Regions from separate parts of the Hordeum vulgare genome. Here region 2 is linked to region 1. Evidence: chromatin contacts called from public Hi-C data. All regions are on one chromosome and are shown on one strand. Each heading gives the region's core, a stretch centred on a gene start, on an enhancer-like site or on the middle of the called end of the contact. The rest is flanking DNA. Distances are from core to core; before and after follow the strand shown. Region 1 holds the start of LOC123448008. Region 2 overlaps LOC123448013.

Region 1 (5,636 bases), core at 378-2,877:
CTCCTCAACACAGTTGTAGACATGTGCAAGCTTCCTCAAACCATCATTCAGTGTGACAAGGGTAGTAGGCTGCCTACAGAAGCGTGTTTTTAGGCTGTGCAACTCTTCTTCTGCTTTGATTTCACTAAAATGAGGCCTAGAAGGCAGACTTGTAGATCTTAGACGGCAAGACATATTTGTGATGGTTGGTGTGAATGAGTGATGGAAGAGAAGAGGAAGGAAGAAAAGTTGCATACCGTTCAGCTCTTCAGGCGCACTCCATTTATAGTTGAGAATCACAAAGCCAATGGAAGCGAAGCCAGTGATCATCTAAACAATATGGAGCAAGTTTTGCGCTACAGTTATATGGCGTAGCTGTTAGTGTCATAGACAAGTCTATGTTGTTTCATCTTGTTTGTGCAACAGGCATCAATAAGTGAGCTTACAAACAGGCGATGCCCCTACAATTGGTGGCAAAGCATATGCACGAGTGTTTAACATTACTCAGAATTAATCTACATTGTCGACTGATACGCAGCAACCAAAAGAAAAGAAATGTGAGCTGTGGAATTTGCGTTTGTTGGAGGACCGCTCGCTATCTACAGAATGATCCACGACCCATGCATCAAAATTCTGCAAGCATGCTTCGATGCCATGTTCCGATTGTTCCAGGCAGAATAAACCGCACGGGTGTCCCATTTTCTGCTTGATAGAGGTCAAGGGGGCAGAAATAAGAAGATAGTAAGGTCTGCTAGTTGACTCAACCTCCAGGAATGTGCTCACCTAGTTCAGGTCATGAACTGTCCACCTCTTGGAGTTGCCCTGGCATACTGGCATGTCGTGGCCACCTGTGACAAGATCCACCACACAATGATCTGCAATCTTGGCCATGTGAAATGGAATCAATTAGTGAAAAACTAGACCACATACTTGAATCCACCATATGCAGTTGAAATCAGGCCGAACAAAGATAGGTTACCGTCATGAGTGCGGTAATTCTGCTTGGCAGGCCATAACAGGGAGAAAAGGCGCAGGCATCATCTAGTCGGTCGTGCACAAGGTATACTGACAAACAATACTTAATGGCCTTCATCTCCGAAATACCCAATAATGATGAGGTTCTTCTCAGAACGAAATAAATAATCGATGAGCTTCTGCGACTGTCATGAAGAGTTGGATGTCAACCGCATCATCAGAGAGCGCTGCTATTCAGGAGCATCTTCCATCCTCATCGAAGTTGAGAAGAGACACCCTGCTCTACCTCACTGCAGGAAATGCTGCTCTGCTCCCCACGTTTGCCAGAATTAGGCGCGGCGGTTTGCCTGCAAAAAGAAGCCCGCGGCGCATCGCACGGCAGCAGCAGCCGCTCATCACCGTCGCCCTGAACCGCATGTTTCCGTCGAAAGAAACTTCCTTGAATGGCGAAAAAGGGCTCCGCACCCGCGAGATCCAGCGATTTGAAAGACCGTGCAAACACGACGTCGTCCCTCAACTACTGCAGCAGTACGAACATGCGGTGGACGAAGTAGGACGAGGCGGCGGCGGCGGCGGCGGCGCGACGTGAGGAGAGGGGAATGGAGTAGGGATTGAAGTCGACGGGGCAGGAACCGGGTCCGCGTGGCAGCGATGATCCCAGTTCTTGGTATGAATAAGCTGTTAGGAAGAGTGTAGCAAGAAGGGCATTTGGTCTAGTGGTATGATTCTCGCTTAGGGTGCGAGAGGTCCCGAGTTCAATTCTCGGAATGCCCCAATTTTTTTCGTTTTATTTTTCATTTTTTCACAGTTTGGGTTTGCCTTTTTTCCAGACTTTCGGATTATTTCTCTTTGAGTACGCATGCACCGGTGTAAATAATAAAGTTCACAGTTTAGGTTTGCTTTTTTTTTTTGTTTGACAGCAACTGTTTTCTTTTGCTTTTGCTTTGGCTCGTTGCACAATTTGAAGATAGGGATGTGGACGTAGATTATTTCTCTCTGACTTCACATGCATCAGTGTGAACAATAACATTTAAAGAAATATTAAATATTTCAAATTTGTTTGGAACAAACATGGTTGCATGTTGTAGCTATGTGTAAATTTTTGTGAAAGTGAATTGAACTTGTTTCTGCTCTAGAAAGAAAATGATGCTCTTAAATGGTCATTTTGTAAAAAAAATTGGAGACTGATTTTTCTCACCATGAATATTATTTCTTCATAAGGGTATCTCCACTCGCGCCCCCAACAGCCCCCCCCCCTCCCCCAGACAGGGACGATTCTAGGGGGGAGGGGGGGGGGCTAGAACCCCCCTAACAAATTAATTTTTCTACAATGATAATGGTTGTTGTGGTAAAAAAATTCAATTCATATGAACCTTGCCCCCTCCATGAACAAACTTGCCCCTCCTATGCTTGCATGCTGGCTCCGTCCCTGCCCCCAGGCCCCTTTTTAGACATTGGCGGTAAAAAATCCTCCTAGTCGCGCCCCCAGGGCATCGTTTTTGGCCGGTTGGGCCCATTTTATGGGTCGACGATCCCAGGCCAAACCTAGCGCGTTGGGGGGGCAGTTGGGTGGTCCGGCGGAAGGAAAAGTGGCGTGTGGGACGCCATTGTCAGGCGAGAAACGCCTTTCCTCCGCCAGATTCGCCCTCCCGCGCCACAGGAAGCCTCGCCGTCATGCCAATCCCGGTGCTGCCCACCTGCCCACAGCCGCTACCCCGCTGGTAGAAAAGGTCATTTCCTCGCCGGTTTCATGGCAGCATCCATCCCACTCTCTTGGGCGAGCTTTTCAGACCATTCACCGACGGCTTCCCACCCACCATGCCCGCGAGGTGTTCGGCAATTTGCCGGCACGGACATGGACTCAGACAACGAGGACGCATTCGTGGCTTTGATGGAGGAGGAAGTCGAGGACGACACGTCGATGAAGAACACCTCATGATCCTCGTCGCGCTGGCCGGCCTCTTCGCGAACTTTGCCAAGCCGCAGCGAGGTGGCTCGGCGTCGGGAGGGCTATTGCGTGCTCTACACCAACTACTTTGCCGACGCTCCTCTGCATGGAGAGAAAGTATTTTGACGTCGTTATCGGATGGGCCGAAATGCCATCCGGGAGTTGGACAGCTATTTCATTTGCAAAAAGGATTGCACGGGTACGGTACTCCAGAAGTGCACCACAGCTATGAGGATGCTTGCGTACGGAGATCCCGGTGATATACATGAAGACTATGGACGCATGGTTGAGCCCACCACCATTGAATGTTTGTACAAGTTCTGCAAGGCAATGGTGGCAGTGTTTGGGCCACAATACTTGCGATCACCCAATGCTGAAGACACTGCTCGGATCCTAGCACAGAGTGCAGAAAGAGGATTTTTTGGGATGCTTGGAAGCATCGACTGCATGAATTGGGCATGGAAAAAAATGTCCATTTTCTTGGCACTAGATGTATAAAGGCACCAAAGGAGGTTGCAATGTGGTACTTGAGGCAGTGGCCACGTAGGACCTATGGATTTGACACTCCTTCTTTGGCATGCCAGGAACTCACAATGAAATCAACGTACGACAGTGTTGGAATGTCTTTGCAAAGCTTGTTGAAGGTCATGCTCCTCCGATGAACTTCGAGCTCAATGGGTGCCACTACAACAAGAGATACTATATCTAGCGGATGGTATCTATCCGAGATGGTCGACATTTGTGAAGAATATCTCAAACCCTGTGCCAGGAGGCAAGAAGTCACACTTTGCTAAGTGTTAGGAGGCTTGCAGGAAGAATGTCGAGCAAGCATTTGGTGTGCTCCAATCTCGATTAGCTGTTGTCCGGTAGCCTTCTCTGACCTGGTCGAAATCTCACATGTGGGAGGTGATGAATTGATGTGTCATCTTGCACAACATGATCATTGAGATCGAGAAGGAAGAGCGAGTGTTTGACACTGAACCATATTTTAGTCAGGGTCCTCTTGCAGTTGTTGATCACGTGGTACTGGCAACATGGGTTGCCTTCCTCAATATGCGTCAGGAGATCCGAGACCCACAGGTGCATCAACAACTGCAGGACGATCTGGTGGAGCACCTATGGAGGCTCAAAGGAAATACCTAGTTCGATTTGTTTTAATTTGTGTTTGAATTATGATGAGCTTGCTTTGTTGAACTATTTGATTTGTATTGATTTCAGTGATGAACTTTGTCATAAAAATAGTTTTTGTTGAATTTGTGTCAAAAGTGAGCCAAAATCGGGCCGAATTTTCGGTGAAATTGGGCCAAAAGCATCTGCTGGGGGCGACCTTGGAGGTCAGGTGGGAACCCGATCCCCCCCCCATGCCGAATTTAGTGCCGGTTCGCCCCAAGCGGCGCTATTTCAGGCCCTTGGGGGCGAACGGCTGGAGATGCTCTAATACTTTGTGCATAAGTAGAGCGTTCAAGCGTGTTTGTCGACATAAACATTCATATTCTTTAAAAAAAATATTTCTTTCCTTTTTAGGATTTTACTGCCTACCCGGGTGTCGGGGGGATGATCCCCGGGTACCCCAAAGATGACGATTCGGACGGAGTGCCCGCCTGACTGGGCCAGCTGCTCCGGTTCCCACCCCCGATCGGCTGCTCTGACCAGCCGGCTGCCCGGAGTCAACTACGACGTCCCATGGGACACGCGCGGTTGAGACGACCAACGTCATGCAACTCCATATATAGTGTAACTTGTCCCCTGGGGGTTGGTTTATAAAGCGCCCCAGGGGACAAGCACAACCTAGCTCTCAAGCTACGTTCAACTTGGCATGTAAGCTACCCATTATAGCTTATATCCCGAGCAACTTGACATGTAAGCTACCCAGTGTAGCTTACATGTCAAGCCACCCATTCCATGTCTATATAAGAGGCTCACTATGTGCCCTCTTAGGGACTCCATTCACTCTCCCTCTCACACATACATGAGGCTAAGGAAGGAAGCACTCAACTCCCTCTCCTCCCTCTAACATGCAGGAGTAGGGGTATTATCTATCCGGAGAGCCCCGAACCTGGGTAAACCACCGCGTGCTATTACCCTATCCCGTCCTGGATCTCCACGACAGCCTTGCCCTCACCTCTTTAAGCCATCCCATGGCATCTGCCGTGACAGGGTACCCCCTGTGGGAAAACGACGACATCGGGGTTCATATGAGTTTGGGATTAGACAAACACTTCCATAGGGATGTGTTCATCAAATTTCATTACTTCTCGCATGGGCAAGATCCAATGCATTATTTTAACTAGATGATCTGTTGCGCCAATTGGCGCAAATACTAACTAAAATTCGGAAGTTAAGCAAACCGTGGCAAGGTTTTTGCCTTCAAATATTTGCAAATAATTATGTTCATACTAGCATTCATTGATAGAAACGTGGTGTAAATGTTGGACTTATTTTTCTTGTGTTCTGTTAGGCGGGTTGTTGGTCCGTGTCGTGACATGTCTCTACTGCATCCCCTTGACAGGAAGGCTCTATTGACCCGGATGGTTTGTGATAAGGTGATATGTTGCGCCAAGGCACAGAGACCAACTGAAATAGGATAATTGATTATATACCCCTAGTTGGGTCACACTCGACTGGTTTGCCCCTCATTTCTCAAAACACGCGGTATTTTCCAACTCATGTAGCTTTGCTTGCGTTTTCCCCCTTCCGGCACGGTTCCGTCCAGTCAACCAGTTTGTCCTCCTTA
Region 2 (6,365 bases), core at 873-3,372, 260 kb after region 1:
CATCATTGGATTCACAACACTCCTACAATCCAATTGTTTCTATCTTTCAGTTGCAAAATATTGTGTTTGACTTGTTAATTATGTTATCTGCAGAAAACAAGTTCTCTGGATATCAAAACAAATCTTACAATTAGTCATGGAAGATGCGATTGATGATTGGATTATAAGACAGATCAATTGGCTCCGACGAGATGAGGTCATTATACAAGGAATCCGTTGGATTCAAGATGTAAGGAGGCACTGTAATACTTTTTCTCTGAACTGAAGTGTTCTAATACCCTCTCCATTGCCAGACTAAAATTTGCTGTATTATCTGCATGAAACCATGTTAAAAAGTTGTTCCAACTAGAAAAGAAGTTTCATATAGCACAATAATGCAAATTGTTACTTGGTACCAAATCACTTTTTGCTGAACGATAGCATAACATAAATACCAATTACCAAAGTAATTAGCAAATTATTCTTATATGCTAGGTTCCAATATAAAATGTCACTATTGTCATATGGACCATAATTGTGTCCCAGTGTAGGTGCGTGCCAGAACTAAGAGTGCTTTAGATGGTTGTACCTAATGGATAACTACTCTGGTATTCCATTTGTGTAACTAACAGATTTTCCATTCTACAGACCCTCTGGCCTAATGGTGTATTCTTCACCAAGTTGGATGGATTTCAAGGAGATGCGGGTAGCAGCCAATTTGACAAGCACCCATCAGGGAGTGCCGATGAGGCTATTGGCAACAGAAAGAGCAACACAAGCTCTTTTGAGCTTCAACTGGAGGCATCTAGAAATGCCAGTGAAGTTAAAAAACTTCTTTTAGGTGAGTCTACTATTGGCATATTTTGCCAAATTGCTTTTGTAATTTTTCTATTTCTGAATCTACACTGCAAACATTGGGCGGTGTTTGGGTGCAAATTCAGATATGTGATAGAAGCAACGAATACGCAAAATTCTGGTCAATACATGTGGTCCAACTAACCTAATTCTTGACGTCCTGTCCAGGTGGGACTCCATCTACATTAGTCAGCATAATTGGGTACAAGCAGTATCAGCGCAGTGCAAGGGACATCTACTACTTCCTGCAGGTAAGTAAAAATCCAAAACCTAGCACCGGAACAGCGGTATGATGTGATATCATTCTGATTTCCATGATCCTCATGCTGTGCTGCAGTCCACTGTGTGCGTGAAGCAGCTCACTTATGCAATGATAGAACAGGTGCTCGTGACACTTTTCCCAGAGCTTCATAAGCTCATAGAAGACATCCATGAGAAGGGTCGCAAGGAGCAAGCCTCGTTCATTTACCAACTTTGACCGAAATGGTGAGACCATCTTGATACACCTTTTGAAATTCTATGAGCCTGCGCCATTTCCTCGGTGACGTGGCATGAGGCTCCCTGGGCCGCAGTTTTGCCCGAATGGATTTTGACAGCGCAAAGTTGGATCCAGGGATTGGTCGGTGTTCCCCCCCACTTAAATATGTACAGCTGTATATCAGGAGGTATGTAAATTAGGCACACCCTGATGCAATGTAGAGCGAGGAGTCTGAGTTAAGAGCTGTACTACTCCCTCTGTCCCAAAATAACTGTCTCAACTTTATACTAAAACTAGTATAAAGTTGTATTAAGTTTAAGATACTTATTTTTGGACGGAGGGAGTACTAGGAATAGTATTGTACCACATCATTCTTTAATTTATTTTCTTTTTGCCTAGGCGGTAAGTTATTCGCTTAGACCGAGGCTTGTAAGTTGTGAGAGTGATTCAATTGTATAGATGTACGTACCATTTTGCCGCATGTTGGTTCTTCTGAGGAAATCAAATCATTCTCTCTGGGACGAGCATCCAGCTCCTATGGATTTATGGAGCATGATCGTGAAACTTGCCTTGGTTGTATCTCTGTGACTGAAAATGTTCCGCCCGGTTTGGAACACACGAGTTTTACTGGTGTGTGGCTGTTTGGCTGTTTGCCTTGTTCCGGACGGTTCCGGTATGTATGTGCAGTTGAGTGATGACTTGGGTTGGAAAATTGACGTGAAAACTGTACTACGTACCTATCGTCACTGATAGAAGCCTTACGCTGTGGACAGATGGAAGCTTTCATCCGACGGACATGGACATGTACCGTTGTCCCCTTGCCTTTCTAAATTCCATGAACTTTCCATCCCTGGTGTAACTCGACTCCATATAGGCCTGGCGATACCCCCTACCTGAAGATAATCTACCAGTTGATCCTTGAAAGCGAACGAGGAAAGACTCTGCACATGAAACAAATGTTGGGTTTTGTCCACGGATGTCTTCTCCACCCCTCCCTTATCTTGCCGCCCCGAAGCCCACACATGCATGTGCGCTCAGTAGAAGCGGATCCGTTGTTGATGAGATGTCTATTAATAAGAGCAAGAACTTACGATTTCTTGAGACGAAAATATTGGAAGAATTCGAAAAGGAGAACGAATGTATGGTGACTGTCAGGTCAGGCATGGAAAGGTGCACTGGTGTGAGCTAAAAGGTGATTCGACTCGTATGCCTGCCGGTGCTCGATCTGGAGTCAGATCAGATCGCACTGTTCCCGAATCGTAAAGCACGATAGGGGCGGTGGTTGCCCTGTCGCTCTCGATCTCTCATCTCACGAGCCTCTTCTACCAGTGTTCTCATCTATTGTACTCCTAGCTAGCTAGACATCGAGCTACATAGCATGCATATCCACCGATCAAGAACTAGTGTCATTTCGACGATATTAATTCCGATATCTAAAACTAACAGTGCTCTGCGGGCCCAGAAACAGCACGTCTAAGCCTGCCCTATAGCCTAGCCTAGACGACGGATGGGATATTATCCCAATTCTTAGTACGAGCTCCAGGTCTTTCCAAAAAGAAAAAAAGAAGAAAAAAAGAGAGGCAAGACATGAGCTGTACGCACGTCCTTGTCCAATTCTTTTCGGCCACATGAAACGACAACACTTGACTTCTCTTTACTACTACTACTGCTACTAGGGCAAGTAGCAGCTGCTTAGTAGAGTACGTACTAGGAGTAATTGCTAGGCTCCATTGCCACGAAAACGCAAATTAAGAGGAAAAGATCTCAACCGGAAGGATGACGCACTACATGGCGTCATTGTTTGTGGAAACTTTTCCTTGCACGTCGATCCTCCCAGCAGTTTGCGCTCCATCTGACTTGGCCGGCAACAGAATCTCGAGCCATATCGCAAATCTACAGGATGTGCGTGCATGCACCGCTGTGAGAAAGCTTTGTCCCAAACCGGCTCACAAGTCCTATTCTGGACTGGACGTCTCTCTCATGACGGCTGAAAAAGTGCAGCCCAGGAAGAAACATATTCAGACGGGTCTGACTCTGACGTGCTGAGAGCATGAGCAGTGCCATCATTTGGCTCATTGGTTCTAAGAAAATTGCTACAACTCGGCTCAAAGAAAACTAGAGTAGATTCCTTAACACCAAATTTTTACCAGCAGTTGCCATGCATCACATGTGCACATTCAACAGGGTGCATATGTTGTACGTAGAAAGGGAAACGAAAAGGCTATTCGACTTTTAGGACGTTTGACCTAGTGCTTGTAAACCCGAACGGGAAACACTGGAGACAACTGATCTGAGAGGCATCCCGACAGCCTGACACTGTCCCTGAACAGATAGACGAACACGCACGCACGCACGAAGTGGATTCGAGGAGTTATAAGATGATGAATGATGATGGGGATCAAACAGTGAAGAGATTGCCCAAACAGTGCCGACGGGGGGCCATTAGTGACCAAGGACATCTGGCCTAGGGCCAGTGTTGTCCCCGCTAGCGTGACTCAGGCGGGGTTCAAACCGTAGCCGTTAGGGAGACGCATCCTCCTCCCCTTCCTTCTCGTCATCGGGCTACGTCCGAGCAGAGACGGAGCCAGCATGCAAGTATAGGGGGGCAAATTTGATCATGGAGAAGGCAAAGTTCATATGAAATGAATTTTTTTGACCACAACAACCACTATCATAGTGGAAAAATCAATTTGTTAGGTCCTCCCCTAGAATCGTCCCTGCGTTCGAGGGCCGATGATGATGGCGGGGGACTCCCTCACTTCCGCGTTTCAGGTGTGGTGCGGGGCTTTTACACGTGTGAAGGCACAACGTGTGGCGGCTGGCCCGATTCGGGCGGCGGCGTGATGCGGTCAGCTGGCTATGCCGCAGTGGCGCATCATCTGGCTTTGGATCAGCGGCGGTGTTGAGGGCCTAATGGTTTGCTCGACGACACCTCCGGTTAGATCTGATCTGGCCGGTGTAGTCGGCGATGGTGGTCATCTCCTCCATCGGAGGTGGCCGGCCTGAGACTGGATGGTTGGATCTTGAGATCCGTCATTTAATCCCGACTGCGAGTCGGGGAGACATAGTTACCTGTGAAAACCGAACCGACGGCATGCGATAACGACATTCTGCGCTGTTACCTTGATGAAGACATCGTCGTGTAATTGCTGTCGACTCACTCGTGCTGCTCTGGAGGAAACCCTAGGATCTGGTCTTACAGATCGAACGATGGCTACACTACGCTGTTGTTTCTCTCTTGGGAGTATCTTTGTGGAGCATCGCTGGAAGACAGAGGCAGGAGGTGGAGCAGCTTCGTCTTGAACGGAGCTTCGATTGAGATGTTAAGTCATGCGTGTCCGATAGGTGCTACACGGTGTCATGCCTGTTCGGTAGGTGCTACACACGACAGATCTTCCTGTCTCCGTGTCAGGTTGGACGTGCATAGGTTGGTCGCACCGTTGGGCGCCGTGGTGGCATCAACGGATGACCGAATTGGCAATGATGATATAGATCTCTTTCCTCAAGATGGGACAACTCGATGATGATGGCGACTTTTAAAACGTGTGCATCTGGTATACGCTTTAGGTCTGCTACACCGATTGTTGGTTCCGATACGTTATATGGATGGATCGGCGACAACATCAGTTTTAGATATGAGGAGTAAGAGCACTCCACATTATCAAGTTTGATGGTGTGAACAGTGGCTTCACGTGGCTTGATGTATGTTTTTGCCAGACCTTCTTGAAATAATTAATTTTTTCGATAAAAGGAATATATTAATATTGCAAAGATACCAATTATATGCAACCTCTGCAACAACGCAATACCCAGTGACATTATAGATGCACACAACCAAAAAACAAAGAAGAAGAAAACTAAAAAAGGCAAAAAGAAAAGCACCGCTACATAGTTTTAGCCCTTGCAGCAATAGTACAACCACCACCAAAGCAACACCTAAAGTCCAAGTTCTTCAAAAGCAACGCCTCAAAGAAGAAAACGGTGCACAAACGCCGTCGTCACCTGATCGTAGATCTTGGATTTTCACCATGACGATAGTCCCCGCTCTCAAAACAATGCCTTTAACAAGGCCATTGCGAGGCACAACCAATTAAGGCCAGATCTTAGATTTTCATCCTAAGAGGTAAGACCTTGAACCACACATATGGTGTCACCCTCACTTACGACCGCTGCTACAAAATCCGGAACACCAAACAAGTTTCTCATCGCCACAAAGGCTCCAATCACCATTACTAGTCCTCCGATCTCGGCTTTCATGACATTCTTCGTCTCTCACTTCACCATGGAACTAAACTTATTCCATGATGACAACATATAGGAGAGCTTTGCACTGCTCCCTCTTTAACGGAGAGCCAGTGGGCACGACCGAATCTCACCCGATCCAGCAATCTTCAGGCATATTGCGTCCATGACAGTTCGTCGACGGAGCTTTCCAAAATCCAGCACTTGTACACTTATTAATAAAGATGAATGTATGCATCGATTGATGAAGAGACCAAAGGTTAACCTTTTTCTTAAAAAAACCCAGTGCCGACTAGTTATAGTATTACTACCTGCACTGATTTCTTTTTCTGCAAGGACATATAAAACAGTTGGTTAATTAGTGGGATACACAGGTGTCCTACGTCGGCTCCATGCCCCTCCATCTATTGAATGGTTGACGTACCGAGTGAACGTCGATGGGTCTGTCGGTTTGGATGTAATGCATTAGATGGACGGGAAACAACAGTTCGTGCACCATCTCTAGCCGTGCTCTTTATATACAGTAATATGAAGAAAAGAAAAGAATAGAGGGGTCATGTCACACCATACACATGCACACAATGTGCTAACATTGTCGCACTATGACATGATCTCTCCTCCCCATGTCATGATTTGCATGCTGAATTGTGTCAAGGGGTGACTAAAACTGGTGGTTAAGTTTCCAGTCCAAGCTTCTAATTTACCTCATACTATAATCCAACTACCGGAGAAGGTGTGATCCTGATGGACAGAGACAGGCGGTGCATGTGTCCCCGTGAAAGAAAATTAGCTTCGATTTTGATGATAGCTC

What was found. Hi-C and Micro-C count contacts between places; a contact is called where the count stands out from the background.
Region 2: a contact with region 1 is called in a Hi-C map of seedling, with 2.6 times the contacts expected there. The contact joins the enhancer-like site here to the promoter of LOC123448008 in region 1. A contact is called at or near these places in 3 of 6 Hi-C or Micro-C datasets (leaf and seedling).

What each region holds. Positions count from the first base shown.
Region 1 is chr4H:97,477,306-97,482,941 of MorexV3_pseudomolecules_assembly, forward strand. It overlaps LOC123448008, which reads right to left and starts at 1,628. Exons shown (of 13, transcript XM_045124765.1): 1 at 959-1,628; 2 at 763-854. It overlaps TRNAP-AGG (a tRNA gene), which reads left to right and starts at 1,657; the gene lies at 1,657-1,728.
Region 2 is chr4H:97,740,924-97,747,288 of MorexV3_pseudomolecules_assembly, forward strand. It overlaps LOC123448013, which reads left to right. Exons shown (of 15, transcript XM_045124770.1): 12 at 94-229; 13 at 628-820; 14 at 1,003-1,085; 15 at 1,217-1,876. The coding sequence ends at 1,312. Among protein-coding and RNA genes, the nearest start is that of LOC123448013, 16 kb to the left of the region's middle. Within about 2 kb of position 2,123, at least 3 of the 3 cell types and tissues checked have open chromatin away from gene starts, as enhancers often do. A contact at or near this core is called in leaf and seedling, where this site is marked.